Linked DNA regions of Mus musculus: all the other regions are linked to region 3. Evidence: chromatin contacts called from public Hi-C and promoter capture Hi-C data. All regions are on one chromosome and are shown on one strand. Each heading gives the region's core, a stretch centred on a gene start, on an enhancer-like site or on the middle of the called end of the contact. The rest is flanking DNA. Distances are from core to core; before and after follow the strand shown.

Region 1 (2,968 bases), core at 31-2,530, 82 kb after region 3:
AAACAACCAATACCCACACCAGTGAGAAAACTTTGATTCGTATGCCCCATCTGAGGGCAGATACAGAGAAAGATGGGAGTGTAACCTCTAACCTACGTGGCTTCTGAGCAAATGAATCATCAGCCGAGGTGGCCTTGTCAATTCAGTCTGAGAAGAAAGCCTGAGTGAGCACACTCAGGAGGGAGTAGGAGCCGCAACATCTTACTGCGTCACAGCAATTCTGTGGGCTGGCAGGCTCAGGGAGACTGTGCTGGGCTCTGGTCACATACCACCATGCCTCCACTTTGCTGAGGTACAATTTTTAAAGATGTTCTACATGGTCTCTCATGTTCCCTCCAATTGTGTACCTTTACTTTTTAAAAATATTTTTTCTTATTATTTAAGTTTTTCATGACTTATAAGAAAAGTATCAAAAAAAGATTAGACTGGATTCTATACGTCCTCTACGTTGGGCCCTAAGTTGAACAAAAGTCTTTAGTCTGAATCACCACTCTCCTAGCTGGGTGCAAACCTTCGCTCCTTGAGCAAAGGGTTATTTGTATATGTTCTTTCAAAATAGCTCTGTCTTTACTGCAAAAAGAAAAATCAAAATTGGGGTGGCTCTTTCACAATATCAAACTTGACAATAACAGGAGGCCAAAACTAGAGAGATAGGAGGGAGAGGGGGAGGGGAAGGGGAGGGCACACTTTCTGGCACCCACCTGCCCGTCGCCTGTCCTCCCCTCCCGTCCTCCGGCAAAGCACCCCCCTCCCCACCCCCCGGCTGGCAGGCAGGGACCTGGCTCTGTAGCTGTCAGTACTGACTCGGCTGCTAAGCTCTGCTTTTACCTTTCACTTTTTAGAGCACACACGCCTGTATGCACGGTGTGTGCATTAATCCATCGCTCGCACACACGGATGGACAGTGAAAGGGAAAACCAGTGGAGTCGCAGCCGAGCTGATACAAACAGCTGTAAGACAAAACTGCCAAGAAAAGCCTTCAGAATGTGCAGAAGCACGGACACGGGAGAGACAGACAGACAGACAAGCTTCCTCCTCCTTTCTTGCCTGGTTTTCCCTTTTCACCATCCATGAACAGACTTTTTGGGTTGGATCAGTACAAATTAGTACAAGATTTCTATTCAAATTTCACTGATTTTAGGAGTATCGGCCAATCACATCAAATCATATTACAGCTATGCTTTATTTTTTGTTTTTATGAGTGTGCTTTCTTTCGCTCTGATTCTGTGCTTCAGCTTGAAGCTGCACAGAACTCTGAAGCCGTTATACGCTCTGCTAGCACAGTGGACAGCTCCAGACAGTGCTGCTCCATCTTCACTATGGACTAGGCAATCCAGCACCAACTACTGTCAACACAGGATGAACTTAGAAAGATAGTGCTATGCTTTTGTTGTTGTTGTTGTCAAAAAGCGAAAGTTAAAAGTAAAGCCAAATCTACAGAGTCAATAGTGACAGCTTCTACTGGTCCAGATTCGTAAAGGGGAATTCTGGAGGCTCCTAAACGGAAAGAAAAGAATAGAAGACAGCATTATAGTAAAACACTTTTGTCAGCTTTTAAAAAGGCTACATCTAAAATTTTCCTAGATATAGAATGTCTGTTTTCACCAATATGAAATACTTGTTAACCTGAAAAAAATTATTCTTTGTAACAGCTTTTCTCTGAATTTCCACATTCTAGGTAGAAAAGTTTTGTTCAGGCTTATCAAAAACATCTTGTTTTTAAGGCAGTCTCAGGTACCTCAGGCGGTCTTAAACTCCTCATGTAGCCAAGGACAACCGTGAACCTCTCATGACCCTGCTCCTACTGCCCAGTCACTGGCATGTCAAGCATGTGCTACCGTGTTAGGTGTGCTCTAGCACACCATGTTAGCTATGTTCTGGGGGTCCACTCAGAACTAAGAATGCTAAGCAGGCACTCCCCCAACTGAGCTCTATCCTTAACCTTTCTGCATTATTTTCTTTGCTTTTTTTCTCTTGGTGTTTGAACATTATATACTAAAATCTGTACTGAAACACCAAAGGAGACCATGTATCTTAAGATTTTAACAACATGAAGTCACAATATACGAAAATTAAACAAACTGTGCACAAGAATATGCTTTTTAAATCCTGCTTCCAAGTCTTCCTAACAAAACCACTTCATAGTATGATATTTTGTGTTCCTCCAAATCAAATCCTCATTGTAACATGCCTGATCTTTGTTGCTCAGTTACACCAAGCAGGCAGCAGGAGTTGCTTCTCCAGGAGAGCCTAGTTATCCGTCAGCAGGTTCGAATCCCTTCAGTTAATGATGTATTTTATCAACACTTCAAGGATCTGATTAAACCTAGAAGCCCCTTTTTTGAGATGGGGCCTTAAGATGTAGCTCAGGCAGGCCTTGAATGTGCGAGCTTCCTAAATCAGCATCCCATGTGCTGGCTATCCTCCTTAGTAAGTGTTTACTACTTAAGACTGTCAGAAGTCAGGGCTGGAGACATGACCCAGTGGTTAAGAGCACTGACTGTTCTTCCAGAGTTCAATTGCCAGCAACCAACTGGTAGCTCAAAACCATCTATAATGTGATCTGATGTCCTCTTCTGGCATGCAGGTGTACATGCAGATAAAGCATTCATATACATTAAATAAATAAATACTTAAAAGAAGATTATCAAAAGTCTTGGTGAGAGCTGGGCGTGGTGGCGCACGCCTTTAATCCCAGCACTCGGGAGGCAGAGGCAGGTGGATTTCTGAGTTTAAGGCCATCCTGGTCTACAAAGTGAGTTTCAGGACAGCCAGGGCTACACAGAGAAACTCTGACTCGAAAAAACAAAACAAACCAACCAAACAAACAAACAAACAAAAAAGTATTGGTGATCAATTATTTACATTAGAACACATTAGGACAATAGTCCTAATATGTCAACATGATATATTAGACAAGATAAATAAGCAAACTGGATGAAGCTTATGAAGAGATCATTTTTTCAAG
Region 2 (3,156 bases), core at 112-2,611, 100 kb after region 3:
AAAAGGCCCTTTTAAATGGATGCTATAGGTTTGTTTGTTTTTGTATTTTAAGTCAGGGTCTCTCTACATAGCCCTGGCTGGCCTGGAGCTCTCTATGGAGACCTCACAGAGATCTGCCTGCCTCTGCCTCCTGAGTGCTAGAATTCAAGGTGTGCACCACCACACCAGCTTTAGATTCTAGAGTTTTAAAGTGGATCACTCTAATACAGAAGAACAGAGTCACCCCCGAAACTAAAACAGCAAGCAAAGGCCTTGTAGATACATCAAATAAATCTTTAACAACTACATTTAGAGGGTAAACAGCCTCTAAATGTAGTTCACACTCAACTAAAATGAATAGATAACTGTATTAAAATTTAAAATATGGGACTGGAATGATGGCTAGGCCTTAGAGCACTTGCTGCCAGTGTCCAGGTCCCAGCACCTGCATGGCTGCTCAAAACCTTCTGTAAGTCCAGTTCCAGGGAATCCCACAACCCCTTCTAGCCACCACAGGCATCAGGCACCCACATGGTGCCCTTACACACAGGCAGGCAAAATACTAAATTAACATAAAATAAAAATACATCTTTAAAAAAATGAAAAACGTGGCACAGAGGTTGGCATTTCAGATCTCTGCCTCAACTTTCCCACTCCCATAGACCATAGGTATACACACATTAGCAGCCCTGTCTAACTCACCCTCTGGGAAGATTCAACACTCTGGACCTTTTTTTCTTATGTAGTTATCAGCCAAAACACACCGAGGAACAGCCCACACCACTTACTTGTTTTCTGCATTCCCGTGACCTTAAAGCCAACCTGACATTTAACAGGAGCAATGCCTAGGACCGCTCAATTGGGGACTTCTGCAAGTGTTGTGGGAAAGGAGGCTGTTGCTGAGGTGGAAAGTCTAGGACCTGAAGTGGATTATCAAGAGGCTACAGTCACACAGTCTCATGTGGGACGAAATACTGGTGACAGCCCGAGACTCCACTGTCTGTCCCCACAGTTTCCCATCTCTTCCAGAGATTCCCAGGAGCCAGGCCGGAACAAAAGTGAGCAGGGAGCAGTCCTGTTGGACTCAAAGAATTCTGCAAGTGACTCTGCAGTCACGAAGACCCAGGTTTCCCGCCACTGCCCCTGGAGAACAGGGACAGTGTACAAAGTGGAAAACAGCTGTACAAAGTGATTGGGCTGCTTCCACGTGTGACCATAAGGCCATGGAAAGTTCCAGAAGGAACAGGAGTCGATCCAGGTCCTCAAGGAGAACGACCCTTCCCTGTACCCCGAGGCGCACTCCGTCCGCATACCTGCTAACAACACCTAGCCCTAAGAGACCGGCCGCATGTCCGCGGGGGCCGCGGCCGCACCTGCGAGACCCTGTCGGCTCTCACTGCACCCGAGACCGCGACCCCGCGCAGCTACCTTACCACGGCACCCGACCGGCCACCTCGAGGCCTCGAGCTCCCTGCTTCTGCGGAGCGCAAGCCCGGTCTGACGGTTGGCGGCGAGGAACTTAGGGAGAAAGGGGGCGGGGTGTGAGGGAAGGGCGGGGCGTAAGGAGGGCGGGGCGTGAGAGAAGCCGGAAGGCTGAGGTACGAGAAAAGGCGGGGCGTGAGGAGGAGGGCTGGACCGGAGAGGGGAGAGGGGAGAGGGGAGGCTGAGGCAGAAGAAGAGGGGCGGGGCCTGAGAGAGCGCTGCCCGTGAGGGGGCGGGGCAGGCAGCCTGTAAGACCACGCCCCCGGACTGCTACGTGCTCCCCGCTCCCCTACCCCGTCGCCAAGGCAACCAGGGAGGCCCAACAAGCCACATTTCTTCGCTTACTACTGCCCTGCAACCCGGCTCCTTATCTAGCCTCACTCTCCTGTCGTCCTCACAAAGACCCCACAAAGATCCTCCCAGCTACCAAATGGCACAGATCCTCTCTGTTACCAGCGCTCAGAGAGAGGGGCAGGCTGACATCCTTATTCACATGTGCAGTCTACTCCCCCTAACCCACCCCACCCCTGCCTGTTCAAGCTAACAGAATAACTTGCATTTTGCAGCTCGCCTGTGCTTAGCCTGTGCTTTTAAGTTGCACTTCCGTCCGGACTGTTTTTTCAGGTTCAGAGTTCTTCGGATAACTGACCTTTCTGCCTTCGGAGAGCTGTTTCCTCTTCTGTGCTTCGGTTACTCTGTCGTTATAACGACTATACACTCAGACTCCAGCGTGCTGTTCAAATTAGCATCCCAAAGAAAGAGTTCCAAAGAGGCGGAAGATGAGAGATACAACCTGTAGCGTTTGTTATTGTTTTGAAGACAGAGACTCCCTACGTAGCCTAGGGTGGCCACAAACTTGGAATCCTTCTGCCTCTTAGACTATGCTCTTACAGAAGTGTATAGATCAACTTTTGCTTTGTGATGTTGGATTCTGTTAACTATCAAGGTTAAGTAGTACAACACATATACAGTGTATAAATTGACTATAAATATCAAACACTTTTATGTAATGCAGTTACAAATTGTAACCTTTTATGAAGTACCATTGAAGACTTTTGTCATACCGCTTACTGCCTTGGAAACAACTAGGACTATAGCGTCAAGTACATAAACAGGAAATTATAATCACTAAGCAGGACGATAAATGGCTAGCCTCTGTGACTAGACTGAAAACAAGTTCCAATTAGTTTCCTTTAAACCTTTTCATTTCTATCAAAACATAAGTGTGTTCTTTTGGCATAAAACATTTTAATTACCTAACACGTGACTCTTATTGCTGTCTCATTTTGTGTGTGTTTGTACCCTGAATAAAGTTTTTTCTTCTCTTGATCGGGCTATGTGACTTAGGAAGCCTCAGCCTAAATGTGGGTCCTAGCCCAGTTAGGAGGGGTGGAAGGGAAACCTTCCAAAGGTGAGTTTGTGGTTGTCCCTACCATCCTTTGTTACCATCAGAACCCAGTTTCTTTAGCCTTCCCATGTGGACTGAAGACCAGGGGCTCCCCACACCTCCTGTACCAGCCTAGGATTGCTAAGGCACCCAGCCTTATACACTAACTAGGTCCTGGGTTTTCAGCCTCTTCAGAGGGATACAGACCTTACTGTGAAAGGTGAAGTAGTAAAGCCTAAATATGCATTCACTCTGTTCCTCTAGAGAGCATTAACTATAGTAGGGGTGCAAGTGGAGCTCAGAGGTCA
Region 3 (3,054 bases), core at 269-2,768:
ACCCTGAAGTACTTCAGTTTCTGATGTCTTTATGGACATTCCCACCCAAGTGACTTTGGCCCCCTACAAACAGGCCTGTATTTAACCTCTCAGACTTCACAGGTGGAAACCACACTTTTCAGATGTGTTCATTACCTTAGCAAGCAAATAGTAATCAGCTGGTTCTAGAACAACAGCAATCTGCCAACAAATGGCAACGACTTTGTGAAATCTAAAGTACTCTGTACCACAGGGCTGTTTCAGGAAGCCACTGTGTCTTGTTTGGATCATCACAATAGCTTATTAACTATGGTGTGGTGCTTTGAATGAGAATGGGCCCCATAGGCTCGCAGATTTGAATGTTTAGTTACTAGGGCTTGGGAAGGACTAGGAGGTGTTGGAGGAGGTGTGTTATTGGGAATGGGCTTTGTCTTTTAAAAAGTCCACACCAGGGCAGTCTTAGCTCTCTCTTTGCCTGCTGCCAGTGGATCAGGGCGTAAAGCTGGAGAAACCGTGCAGTCTCTAAAGCTCCAGTGCCGCCATGCCAGCCTCCTCCCTACCGTAAGGATAAGGGACAAGCTCCCTGAGACTGTAAGCAAGCCTCCATTGAAGCTTACTTTTGTAAGAGTTGTCTTGGTCATGGTGTTTCTTCATAGCAGACAACTGGTTTCATGGCCTACCCCTCCATATTCCCATTCTCTCTCTCTCTCTCTTATAAGTTTAAGAAGAAGAGAATGGGCTTGGGGGAATCACACACACACACCCCCATACAGTAGGGGAGAGGAAGAGCAAGAGGGAAAAAGAGGGAGGGAGAGAGGGAGAGGGAGAGGGAGAGAGAGAGAGAGATTGGGATGGCTATGCATACCAAGGCACACATATATCCATCAGAGGACAACCCAGGTGTGGGTCCTCACCTTCTACCCTGTTTCTGGCAGGATCTGTTGGTTGTTTGCAGCTGGCTTGTGAGTTTCCAGGGAGTCTTCTGTCTCTGCCTCTTTCCTCCATGTAAGAGCAGTAGTATTACAGGCTTGTACTGCCAGCCTGGCCTTGCATGGGTTCTGGGGATTTGAACTTGGGACCTGACACTGGTGCAGTAAGTGTTTTACCCATGGAGCCATTTCCCCCAGCCCATTCTCCTCTTCTTAAACTTAAAAATAATTACATTTTAATTTATTTTTAGTGTGTATAGGTTATGTGTGTGCCATAGTGTACACTTGGAGGTCAAAGGACAAGTTGTAGAAGTTGGTTCTCTCCTTCTCCCACTGGGGTCCTGGGGATTAAAGCTTGGCCAAAGATGTTTTTTAGCTGCTGAGCTAATTCAGTAGTCCAGCATTCTCCTCTCTAAAGCCTGCGTGTCACTCAGAGCACAAACTGATTCTCTCACACACCTGCCTGTCATTCCTGTGCTCACCCTCCTGCAGGTGCTCCCTGATGCAGACTAAAGTCCACACCGATCTGCTCATGCTGTGCACTCTGCCCCAAGGCCTTTGACCTTGCAGTCTAGTTTGATATTTAAGCTGTTCGATGCTCTTCTCTTCTGGGCCTGGGCTCAGTGTCACTTCAGCAGAGAGACTCTCTCTGTAGAAATTGGATGCTGTCCTGCATCCAGCCGCTTCCCACCTTACATTTTCTTTGCATCATCCGTGAGCACCTGGCATGTGATTGTCTGCCTCGATGTCTCTCTCCATCCTGCATAGCCGAAGCCACGCAAAGGTAGGGATTCCGGTTATCTACACAGTTGGATCGGCAAAGCTTAATCTCCAGCACATGTTTGGTGCTTGAAAGCTATCTCTTAAATGAATGGAAGACGAGTTCATATTTGGATATCTGAAAAAAGGGTAGGTTCAGGGGCCATCCTGGTAGAATACCTCCCTCAAGAAGAAAGGCGTAGGCTGAGGCTATAGCTCAGTTGTTAATAGCGCTTGCCTAGTGCATAAAACGTGTTGGGCTTAATCTCTGGGACCAGATAAGCAGGATTGGTGGAACATGCTTGCAGTCTAAATGCTTATGAGGTACAGGTGGGAGGATCCAAAGCTTAGCGTTATCAGCAGTTTTCAACCTGTAGGTCACGACTCCTTTGTGAGTTGAATGACACTTTCACGCCTCTATTTCTTTTAATGTAAATGTGCTGGATAATGGCAGTATTAGTAATAATGTCCTCAGCCAGAACTCCCATCCCAAGGAATGAAGATGGGCTGAAACCATCACCATCCCCAGCTCCTCAGCCTGGTACTACTGTTCCTAAAGAGTCTGGCATCTCTACGCCTCCATAAGAGACACTGTATCCCGCTAGGGCAGTAGTTCTTAACCTGTGGTCTCAACCCCCGTGGGGGTCACGTATCAGATATCCTGCATATTGGATATTTACATTATGATTCATAACAGTAGCAAAATTATAGTTATGAAGTAACAACAAAAATAATTTTATGGTTGGGAGTCACCACAGCATGAGGGACTGTGTTAAAGGGTCACAGCATAGGGAGAGTTGAGAATTTCTGTGCTACCACATAGGAGGTTCAAAGCCAGTTTGAGCTATGTAAGAGCTTAACTTTTACAAAGAACATTTATATGTGGCAGCCAGAAAGACACTGTAGTCAAATGGAGCTTATGTAACAACTTCCTGTGTATTGGAGGCAGGATGAATGGAGAGGGGCCACTGTGTTTAAAGCTCAGAAAGCAAAGGACTGGGGGCCTAGTTTTGAAAGGACCTGAAGGGGGATCCACCATGAAGACCCTTGGGGCCATGCTAAAAGTGGAGCCTCTTTTTTTTGGGGGGGGGTTGTGGGTTTGGTTTTTTTGTTTGTTTGTTTGTTTTTTCAAGACATGGTTTCTCTGTGTAGCCCTGGCTGTCCTAGAAGTCACTTTGTAGACCAGGCTGTCCTCGAACCCAGAAATCTTCCTGCCTCTGCCTCCCAAGTGCTGGGATTAAAGGCGTGCACCACTACACCCAGCTCAAAGTGAAGCCTCTTTATTGGAAGGGGAGCTACTGATCACAGAAACTTTCACATTAAACCTACATAACAGTGGTATTTCTCGTAGTCAAAAAGTGTCAACAACTTGAATACCCACCAACTG

What was found. Promoter capture Hi-C pulls out the DNA fragments that hold promoters and counts their contacts. A called contact is a pair of places that touch in the nucleus more often than the background predicts.
Region 1: a Hi-C map of liver shows a contact between it and region 3, with 4 times the contacts expected there. The contact joins the enhancer-like site here to the promoter of Fam47e in region 3. A contact is called at or near these places in 8 of 484 Hi-C or Micro-C datasets (Kupffer cells, adipose-derived mesenchymal stem cells, cerebral cortex and 3 more), 2 of 115 datasets of contacts at active chromatin or transcription factors (embryonic stem cells and liver) and 3 of 9 other capture datasets (adipose tissue, liver and pancreatic islet).
Region 2: a promoter capture Hi-C map of liver shows a contact between it and region 3. The contact joins the promoter of Ccdc158 here to the promoter of Fam47e in region 3. A contact is called at or near these places in 4 of 39 promoter capture datasets (the 3T3-L1 cell line, embryonic stem cells, liver and 1 more), 5 of 484 Hi-C or Micro-C datasets (the G1E-ER4 cell line, Kupffer cells, embryonic stem cells and 2 more), 2 of 115 datasets of contacts at active chromatin or transcription factors (both in embryonic stem cells) and 4 of 9 other capture datasets (adipose tissue, liver, macrophages and 1 more).

Annotation. Positions count from the first base shown.
Region 1 is chr5:92,652,676-92,655,643 of GRCm38.p6, forward strand. All of the region lies in intron 9 of Ccdc158 (coiled-coil domain containing 158), which reads right to left. Among named protein-coding and RNA genes, the nearest start is that of Ccdc158, 21 kb to the right of the region's middle. Within about 2 kb of position 1,281, at least 1 of the 459 cell types and tissues checked has an H3K27ac peak or open chromatin away from gene starts, as enhancers often do. A contact at or near this core is called in liver, where this site is marked.
Region 2 is chr5:92,673,766-92,676,921 of GRCm38.p6, forward strand. Ccdc158 (coiled-coil domain containing 158) reads right to left here and starts at 1,362. Exons shown (of 25, transcript NM_001360018.1): 1 at 1,293-1,362.
Region 3 is chr5:92,570,019-92,573,072 of GRCm38.p6, forward strand. It overlaps Fam47e (family with sequence similarity 47, member E), which reads left to right and starts at 1,519. Exons shown (of 7, transcript NM_001033478.2): 1 at 1,519-1,692. The coding sequence starts at 1,571.